Linked DNA regions of Mus musculus: regions 2 and 3 are each linked to region 1. Evidence: chromatin contacts called from public Hi-C and promoter capture Hi-C data. All regions are on one chromosome and are shown on one strand. The core of a region is the stretch at or near the end of the contact, and the rest is flanking DNA. Distances in the headings are between cores, read along the strand shown. Region 1 holds the start of Rsf1 (remodeling and spacing factor 1). Region 2 holds the start of Emsy (EMSY, BRCA2-interacting transcriptional repressor). Region 3 holds the start of Uvrag (UV radiation resistance associated gene).

Region 1 (3,412 bases), core at 435-2,934:
ATTAATACTTAATAACATTGTATATCACACATTTTCTCTACAGGTAATACTTTGAATAAGTTCACACTTGGGTCTTTCCTTAGCTATGTAAATACATCATATCGGAAACGTATTTTCTATACAGAACAAAAAAGCAACTCTGCTTTCTTAGAAAGGTCACAGCTATCATGCCTTGTACAATACCCAGTCCACCCTGGTCATCTACGCACAGATCAAAAGAAAAAGAAGAAAAGAAGACCTATTTGGGAAACGTTTCTTCTTTTGCCAAGGGCTGTCGCTAAACAAAGGCAATGTTCGGAGTACACAAATTAGGCTTCTCCTAGGGAAATAAAGTACCAGAAAAGGAGCGGAATGGATCGGGACTAATAGGGGAGAGGGTTAGCGCTCAGCGTGTAAAGACTGCAAGCAGCAAACACAGCGCTGAGATGCTCCAGCAAAAGAACCACGACCAGCAGCAGCAGCAGGAAGTTTCAATGGGGCCGGGCAGAGCATGCGCCCTGAACCCGCGCGGTGGCCTTATGTGGAAGGAGCACCACTTGCGAACACCAATAATAGACCAGCGGCACCAGAGAGAAACATGAGCAACAAGCACCTTCTTCAACTGTTTCCCCAGCCATCTGAGCCCCTCCTCCAGCCTACAGACTAACCACCCCACCCCAGCCAGCAAATGGAAGAGTGACTTCTTCCCTTAAGCCCTGTAGCTGAGATAGGGGGAAGGGATAGAGAAAAGTGGAGAGATGCTTTTCTATTATTTTGGGGGAGGTGGTGAGGAGAAAAACTATGGAGGAGGAGATATTAACCCTCTCCTACCCAGAGCGGAGAAGCTGGGCCGAGTTCATTTCCCCTTCCTACGCGAGAATAGGGGGGAAGCCCCCTCTCTGGTCATAGACTCAGATCTCCCAAGGAGGAAGGAGTTTGGGGGGCTAGACCAGCCCTCCAGGGGACGGGAAAAGGCAGGAGCCGACTCTCTCGGGGGAGTTCCCACCACCGGGAGAGCGGAGTGTCCGCGGGCCCCCGCCCACTCAGGTGGAGTGAGCAGAGGGGGCGCCGAGAGAAGATGGGCCCAGCCTCCCGGGAGACGGTGGGGCGGATTGGTGGGAGGAGGGGAAGAGAAAAGCGCAAAGCTGGCCGGAACCTGCGCTCCCCTTCCCCCGCCACCTAAAGGGGTAAGAACTGGAGGCAACACCGGCGCGGGGGACCCGGCCCCAGAGCGTCAGGCCGGCACAATACCCCCTCCTGGGCCCTAGCCCACACCCGGTCCGCGACGCCCCCACCTCCGTCCCCGCGGGGCACGGTGGCCCTAGGGGGCCTCCGCCCCGCCTCCCCAGCACCCAGGAACCCCCGGGCTACGAGGAGTAGGGACTCCGCGGAGGCCAATCCCTGGCGAGGGACGGCCGCAGAGCCCCAGGGTATCTATGGAGAGCTAAAGCGCGCCAGGGCCGCTTCCCGCCGGGCTTTCGGGCCGATCGCTTACCTTCTCCGTTGCCGATGTCTGGCGGCGGCGCCTGCAGCACCCGCTCCAGCTCTGGGAACGGCAACTCGGGCAGGTCCAGCAGCGGCCCGTAGCGTTCCAAGAAGGAGCAGACTACGGCGAAGTTGGGGCACGAACCCGGGCAGCCCGGAGGAGCCATCGCCGCTGCCGCTGCCGCCGCCGCCGCCGCCGCCGCCGCCGCCATTTTGAACTGGAGGATGGAGGAGGAGGGGATGGGGGGGCGGGAGGAGTTGGGGGGACCGAGGGATGGCAGGGTAGCTTTACGGACGACAGGAGGCGCTCTCGAGTGGACGCCCCTGCGGCGGCGAGCGTCTCGCGCCAGGCGCCGCGATCCCACAATACCACGCCGGCCCGGAGCAGTCGAGAACTGAGTTAGATCGGGGACAGAGAGGCACTCTGGGCCCTTCACTTTCCGCCCTCTTCCCGTCCCCTTCCCTCTACGACTTCAAGGCTCCGACTTCTTCCCTCCCACTTCGGGGTCGCTACTGCCTCGTGTGACAGGGGGAATGAAAACAAGGGAAGCGGGGCGGAGAGGTTGGGGGCGGGACTTTCTAAGAACGATAGCCAATGGGGGGAGGGGGCGGAGCTTCGGGTGTGGGCCGGCTGAAGGCGAATTCCAGGCCTGGTGGCTGAACCGCTGTGGCTCAGAGTCCCTCGGCTAGCTGCAGGGAAAGGTGAAGCACGGATCCGACTGGAGGAACAACCGCGAACAGAAGCGCTGCGTGAGTTTTCTGCGGGATCTGGGAACGGAGACGACCAAGAGAGAGAGACAGAGAGGGAGTTGAAGAGAGACACCAAGATGCAGCAAAAGAGAATGGCAGGGAGGAGAGAGGTTAGGAGAAGGAAAGGTGCGGTTGTGGCTTGGCGCGGGACCCTGGAGAGAAGTCTCAGAAAGTTTGCTGAGGGGTGTTGCCCTCTCCTGAGTGTTGTGTGACCAAACTTTTCCTGGGGGGACGGTAAACACATCTCACCCCAGACAGAGCTCCCACCGACAGACCGAAGTACAGATAACACCAAAGTCCAACTTGGCGAACCAATGCGTTTTATTTTAACAGGAGCATGGATAAGGGGTCACTTACAGGAGCAGGAATGACTCAGAGACAGCTGCGACCCCAGGGCCCACCCCAGCATGGGTGACAGATTATAAAAACTGCACAGCCTGCAGGCAGCTCACTGCGTTGGCATGTCCTTTCCAAGTGACTCTGGTCTGAACCTCTTCCAGGCAGCTCAGCTGGCTTCTGCTCCTCCCAGGCAGCTGGTCCCATCTCAGAGTCTTCTTTGCAGTGCAGCTTGTCTGAGAGGCTTTTTTTTTTTTTTTTTCAGCTCAACTTCCTTTAGTTTGAGAGAGACGATCACCTTTTACTGTTTGCTCTGACAGAGAGAGACCTAATGAATCTGGTTAGTTTCAGGGACTTCCTGAAGCTGTTTTGAGTTGTTTTACTGTCCTGTTTAAAGAGCTTCCTTGCCAGATGGAACCGGTGGACCAGGGCCTAAGGTACTCTGTGGATCACTAATGAGGAATTGCCTCTGCTGGGTGACCAAATCTGAGGAACCACTCTCTACTCGGGAACTAAGATGCTAAGAAGACTCTGGGCTCAGCTCAGGCTCTAAGTTGGCCAAGGTCTAGAGGGTGAGCTAGGATTCTACTTAGAAAGCTGGGAGTTCGCTGCACAGCAGTAAGCTTGTTAGGAAGCAGAGTTCTACTCCATTCCAGAGTTGGTTGTAGCATTCTCTCAGAAAGAATCCCAGAATGGGGAAAGTCATCAACAATGGAAAATAAATAGAACCTGCAGCTTAGGAAGCAGTATACTGTATGCTTAGGAGCAGGAAGTAAGTTTGAGTTGAACCAGACTTGAGTCCTATCCCTAATTACTTTATAACCTTCCGAAGTTTCTTTGTTACTTTGAACTTTAGTAAAGT
Region 2 (3,096 bases), core at 232-2,731, 1.1 Mb before region 1:
CACCTTTGATTCCTGTCTCGAGAAGACTTAATTTACTACCTTGCAAGGTATTCTTAAGAAACTGACCTCAAAATAGGGTGCAATAAGAAGGCCAGGAGAGCTGTATAGGAAATGGTCCTTTTTATTTCTGACTAACCTACAGCTCCATTCAGGAGCAGGAGTAGACTCATATGCAGTGGTTCACAATTTACTTAAAAACTTCTTCTTTTTTCTTGTTTTGGTCTCGGTGTCTCTTGCAGTCCAGTCTGACCCTGCATTCCTCATCTTCTTCCACTTCTACAGTGCTGAGATTATAAATGTAATTCATAATGAACTAGGAAAAGAACTTTCATTCACGTTGTGTATCTTAATATTCCCACAGGGTAGTTTTTCTCGTGTGTCCATCCTAACATCCCTTAGTGCTAGGAATCCGATTCAGGTCTCCAGGTCTTGCACATACTTGACAAGCAATCTGCCATTGAGCTAGATGTCCTCCCAGTGGTTACCCTAGTTTTCACGGGAATCTGCTAACAGAAGGATGCACACTAACAATTCCTCAAGATTTGCACTTTCATTGCATCCGATGCTACCAGAGTTCTTTATTTAGAGGGAGGACACAACAAAATTCGATGGGATTTATAATACTAGAAATTAACTTTGAGTTCTTGGATCAGAGAAACAATATATTGGGTCCCTATCGATCTGTAAAATAGGGGCACAAGGCCTCCACAACATTGTGTGGTTAAGAACAAAGGCTGATGGTGAACCTACCATGTCGTAGTGCCTCAAGTAAGTCCCTTCTTCCCTTTGTCAGATTTTGCACGAGATATCACTACCTCTCCTACTTCGTACATGGCGTAACTCCAAGCTGAGACCGCTCGGATTCCTTTCCTCCACTTGCAACTCCTAACACCGAGAAAGGTGTACGGGCCACTGTGAGGTCTTCTCTCTCCGTAGTGGATAACCTTTCTTGAGTTGTCGTTTGGGTGGCTGGAAGACGCTGATGACTACTCCCAAGCGTCTACGGAACCAGATCTTAATCCTCAACTGGGCATCAGGGACCAAGCTGTGTTCTTTTCATCCCAACCCTCGCTAGAGTGAAAAGGTCGAAGCTCAGCTCCAATTACAGACGCCATCTTGACCGCTACGTGTGACGCCACACGTACAGCCGAAAGAGCAGCTGATTGGCTGGGAAAGACCGGAGGATAGGCGCGCGAAGCTGGAGACTGGAGGGTAATGTAGAAGCCGAAAGGAACTACACTCCCAGACTTCCTTGCGCATGTGACCAGCAAGCAGCAAGAGAAAGAGGAGCGAGGTTGGACTCGGACTACAACTCCCACTAGGACCCGCGTTGTCCGCCCTTTCCTTTCAAAAGGCAGAGGAAAAGGGACAGGAAGAATGGAGGCTTTTGAGTGCTCGTTTCTCAAAAGGCGGGAAAGGCGAACTACACCTCCCGGCGAGCCGCGCGCGCCTGCGCCTGCGCTCTGGTATCTGTCGCCATCTTGCCCCTTCTGAGGCACCGCAAACAAACCTAATTCCTGGTGTCCCCTAGTCTTGGCGGAGGAGCCTTTTAGATGAGCCCCGAAAGGCCGGGCAGGTGGGTGTCTCTCAGGCAGGGTCCTGGGAAAAGCTGGCAGGCTATCCAGGGTAGGGGAGCGCTTGGCCAGGCACGGGGAGCCCGGCTTGGGTCGGTCAGCCCCATCCTCCGTTGTTTCCTAACGGGATCGCGGGGCTCCCTCAAGTGGACTGAGGGCGACTCCGGCATGCCTGGTGATGGGACGCCGGAGGTCGAGGTCTAGGAGCCCCGAGGCGACTCCGGGTTGTCTGACTGTCTGTCCGTGCCCCCGCTTTTTCTCCGTTGTCGTCTCCGCTGAGGAGTGCGCGAGGCGCGGACGCTGGCCAGGGTTCCCAAGACTGGCTGCTGGCCGCGGGGGCGCGGGCTTGACATTGGAACCCGCTCGGAGCCGCGCGGGCGAGGAGCCGGGCGGGCTGCTCTTGTTGTGGTGCTGTGAGCGAGTGCGTGTTTAGAGAGGGGGCGGGGCGGGCTGCCTGCTGACACTTGAGCGGGGGACGGAGTCGGTGCGACCCCGGTGCCGGGAGCACGCTCCGGCTTCTGCTGCCCGGCTTTCCTTTGCTGTGCGGCCCCGCCGTGCGTTTCCCTGGAGGGGATGCTTTGGGATGCCGTGACGTGGTACCCGATTCGGGCGGTCGCCGGCCGCCTCCGAGATTCTACCGGGAGGCGGGGACTGGCTTGGGGAGCGAGCGGATTCCTTTGGCTCTGCCCCTTCCTCCTCTCCACCCCCTTTCTTTATGTCATCCTGCCAGCTGGGGCGCGCCATCCAGTTTGGCTCGCTCAGAGTTGGTTCTGAGCTCAGAGGACTATGGGAAGTAGGGGGAAGGGGGCTCCACTTGAGGCCAAGAGTTGGAGTTAGCAACCCAGAGCCTGGAACGCAGTTGAAGAGTCATATCGGTTTAGTGTTTGACTCTTAGGCTGGCTCATTCATTCATTCTACTCTGCTGCTGACCATCCATTTATCAGTTTAACAGATGTTAAGGAAGATCTACTGAGTTCTCAACCTGTAGTGTAGTTTTGTTTGACCAAGGAATTCACAGTGCGAAATTCTAGGCTTTTAAACTTTTGGTAACTGGTCGAAATGACTCTTTTTTTACTGCCAAAACTTGAGAAAAGAGTTATTGAGTTTCATTTATCCAAATGACATGCTCCACCGTTTGCTTATTTTATCTCCTAACTTATTATTAAGGAAACTGGCAGAGGTCAAATCACTTGTCCAAGGTTGCACAGGTGGTAGAGTCTGTTTGGCAAGTCATATGCCAGCCACTATGACAGAACTTGGCTTGCCCTGTTTTCTAAATAATACTTGAAACAAACTTGGGATTACTTTTTTTTTTTTTTTTTTTAAAATAAAGGCATACAAATTGGGTTCAGAGAGGCCAATTCACAAGGATGAAACAACTAATTATGTTGTAAAGCTGGAACTGGAACCAAGAAGTGTTTGACTTTAAAACCTGTTCTTTCCCCTGTTAGTATGAGCTGGGTCATTGTGCTCTCAAATGGTGTTTTTTTTCCTTTGTCAGGAGCTGGAGTGTGGAGATGAA
Region 3 (3,328 bases), core at 595-3,094, 1.6 Mb before region 1:
TACCTGCATGCATACCTGTGTACACAAATGTGTCCACACACACAAACATGTGCACATACTTTGTTTGTTTGTTTGTTGAGACAGGGTTTCTCTTTGTAATCCTGGCTGTCCTGGAATTCACTCTGCAGACCAGTCTGGCGTTGAACACAGAGATCTACCTGCCTCTGCCTCCAAGTGCTGGGATTAAAGGCATGTGCCATCATGCCCAGATACACATAATTCTTAAATAGTGCTAGGGATTGAACCCAAGGCCTTGTGAATATTCGGCATCTACTCAACCATTGAGCTATATATACATCTTCCCACTCAGTAAAAGATTTTAAATCCATCTATTATATGTTGGAGTCTTCATGGGCACAGATACTGGCCCACCTACCACCCCCCTCAGTGACACCAGTACTATTCAGCGCATGGACAGACAGTGGGGAGCTGACCTGCTCAGTGACAAAGCTAGAAGGTGGCAGTCAGAATCCCAAACTGCCTGCTTCCTGTTGTGTCTGCCTCTCTGAACACTGTGTTCTTTCAGCTATAACAGTCCAGGTGGTGGAGAAATTCACACTCTATGGGGACGGGGGAATCAATATTCTGCAAAATGACTCAGTGCTACTTATAGAAGCAATGGCTGTAGCTGCTATTATGGTCAAAGAAGTCTTCAGGGAAGGGAGGGCATTTGAGCTGTACCTTCATATTCATTTCTCTATTATCTGCAAGCAATGCGGATCCAGGGACGAATCAGACAAGGTCTTTTGGTTGAGGAATTCACATATGAGTGTTTGAATTCGGGGAGGCTGTGTGTGTTAAATGACTATTAAAAGACAAAGTGGAGGCTGCTGTGGTGGCACACTCCTGTAGTCCCAGCACCTGGGGAGCTGAGGTAGATTGAGCTACATGGTGAGTGGCAGGTCAGCCAAATCTCGCCCCTCCCCCCGCCCCGCCCCCGCGCAAAGCAAGTAAACAAACAAAGACAACACAATAGAATAAGCAGGTCTGTGGTAAAGGCAAGTTTCCTAATTCGGAGTTTCAGAGAAGTCTTTTGGAAGGACTCCTGCCCCAGCTGAAATACGATGGCTAAGCAAGCGTTAGTCACAAGCAGTAAAGGCTTTCTAGGCAGAGCATAAGCATCCCACCAGCAGAGGTGAGACAGTCTCTTGGCTGGCTGGCACACTTTGTGGCTAAGCTTACTAGTTATAGAAGCTAGAAGGGGCGTGGACTTGCAGGTCTGAGTGGATCACTGAAGAGCTGGTGGACTGCCCGATGGATCTTTGGTCTCAGTGATCGCGGCTCGGTGGCGGCTCCCCCTCTCAGTCATAAAGCGTGGCTTTTTTTTTTTTTTTTTGTACGTGGATGAGAACACTTCGGGAAGTCAGACCATCCATCCATCCCGACTCAGCTGGTGCCAAGCGGGTCCCCGCCCTCCACTGGAGGCTCTGTTACCATAGCAACTAGGTTAGGGCGGAAGTGGCTTAGAGGACTGACTCTCACTAATCAGGTGACTCTCCAGACTTCTGCACGTGACACGACATACCAGGCGCGCGCTCTACCTAATCAAGAAGCCGTCCCTGTTTCACTGACAACTGACAGCGCTCTAGAGCAATAGCCCACGAGGCTTCCCTAGGAGACCACACCCCTCAATAGGGAAAGGGCCAATTAGGCTGAGGCAAAGAGAAGTTACGCCCCAGGTTTAGCCCGGGTTTGACAGACGCAATTGAGGCCATCCTAGAGTCCCTCCGCCCCTAGCCATTGCGGCCGACGACGGACGGGCCCACTGGCCAATAGCACGTCCCTTGGCCGCCACCGGGTCCCGCCCTCTCAGAAACGGAACCAATGAGCACGCCAGCTCTGGGCCGGGTGGAGGGGTTGCACTGCGGTAATATGGCTCTTCCTTAGCCAGCGGCGGTGGCCAGCGCGGGCGCAGAGCTGCTGGGGCTCTCGGTGCCCGGTTTCTAGGCTGTAGGGGCTCTGCGAATCACAGCTCGGGAGGCAGCGGCCGATGCGGGAGGACTGCCCACCTGGCCGCTCGGCGGCTCAGGGGTCCAGATGAGCTCCTGCGCCTCGCTCGGGGGCCCGGTGCCCCTGCCACCCCCGGGCCCGTCCGCCGCGCTGACGTCCGGTGCCCCCGCGCGGGCCCTGCATGTGGAGCTGCCGTCTCAGCAGGTGAGCCGGCCGCGAGCCGGGGGGCGGAGAAGGTTGGCGGGGCTCGCAGGGCTGAGGAGGGCTGACAGGAGGAGGAGCCCCCTCCCCGGCCGTTCCCGCGCTCAGACCCCCGCATCCCTCCAAGAAGGCGCCGGGGAGCCCTGCCCCGCTGGCCGCCGCCGCGCTTTCCCTTTCGCTCCCCGATCGAGGAGTCGGTTTTCTGCACTTATTCTTAGCGTTTCGGGTGCTTCCTTCCGCTCCTCCTGAGGAAGGTATTTGGGACGTTGGGGTTTCCTTTCCAATCTCAGATCCTCATGGCACACTCCACTCCCTCGGGTGAGTGTCTGGAAGGAGGATTTGAAGTAAATATTCATAGCTTGTATCTCACGTGTGTGTGTGTGTGTGTGTGTGTGTGTGTGTGTGTGTGTGTGTGTGTAATAAGGACAAGAGAACACTGACTTTGGGAATCTGACAAAATTCTTGGCAACACCCGCCTATCAGTACATCTTCCACTGGCCTCCCTCAGTCCCTCGGGGAGACTCTGCAGGAACCTTAGCATTGAAGAGGACCTGGAGAAACTGTCAGTCATGGAGAGGTTACCGAGCTGGGTCTGTGCAAAGTGAGCATTGAATCGTCACAACTCCATGAGATAGCTGGTTTTATTGTCCCGGTTTCTCAGTTCTAGGAACAAGCTTGCTCACTGCCTCTCTGTTAGTGTTTCTGGTGGGGATGGATTTCCAAATACAGAGTCTGACTCCAGCTTGTGCTCAGCAGCAATAGTTTGCTTTAGACTTGAGAGCAGCTGCTCCACCACGGTCCACAGGACGAGCTCCCTCAGACCCTTTCTGTAACTTTCCATCCTTGCAAGAGACAGGAAGGAGCCACTTAGGAGCGCAGAGGCTATGGGAGAGAGGGCCAGGCATAGAGTGCATCGGAATGTAAAGGAAAGAGCAATGTTGCACCCCACCCCCCCAACCCGGTGCCGGATGAGGTGCCGGATGAGTAGGGAAGCAACGTTAACTGCAGAAGCAAGGCTCTGTAGTAGGAGAGAATTTAGCAAATCAGAAGGCATGTGCCCAGGTTTTGTAGTGCCATTGGAGAGGGAGTTTGGAGAATATTAGGAGTTGGAAAGGAATGAGGCTTGTATTGCGTTTCCAGGTCGTGGGAGAGGATGAGAGGGTGGCTGGGAGAGTAG

The links. Promoter capture Hi-C pulls out the DNA fragments that hold promoters and counts their contacts. Hi-C and Micro-C count contacts between places; a contact is called where the count stands out from the background.
Region 2: a Hi-C map of muscle stem cells shows a contact between it and region 1, with 4 times the contacts expected there. The contact joins the promoter of Emsy here to the promoter of Rsf1 in region 1. A contact is called at or near these places in 1 of 484 Hi-C or Micro-C datasets (muscle stem cells) and 1 of 115 datasets of contacts at active chromatin or transcription factors (extraembryonic endoderm stem cells).
Region 3: a promoter capture Hi-C map of pre-B cells shows a contact between it and region 1, with 4 times the contacts expected there. The contact joins the promoter of Uvrag here to the promoter of Rsf1 in region 1. A contact is called at or near these places in 1 of 39 promoter capture datasets (pre-B cells), 1 of 484 Hi-C or Micro-C datasets (muscle stem cells) and 2 of 115 datasets of contacts at active chromatin or transcription factors (astrocytes and pancreatic cancer cells).

Annotation. Positions count from the first base shown.
Region 1 is chr7:97,578,168-97,581,579 of GRCm38.p6, reverse strand. Rsf1 (remodeling and spacing factor 1) reads right to left here and starts at 1,684. Exons shown (of 16, transcript NM_001081267.2): 1 at 1,475-1,684. The coding sequence starts at 1,676. Aamdc (adipogenesis associated Mth938 domain containing) reads left to right here and starts at 2,083. Exons shown (of 5, transcript NM_001177945.1): 1 at 2,083-2,214.
Region 2 is chr7:98,654,954-98,658,049 of GRCm38.p6, reverse strand. Emsy (EMSY, BRCA2-interacting transcriptional repressor) reads left to right here and starts at 1,481. Exons shown (of 20, transcript NM_172280.2): 1 at 1,481-1,576.
Region 3 is chr7:99,139,660-99,142,987 of GRCm38.p6, reverse strand. It overlaps Uvrag (UV radiation resistance associated gene), which reads left to right and starts at 1,844. Exons shown (of 15, transcript NM_178635.3): 1 at 1,844-2,154. The coding sequence starts at 2,038.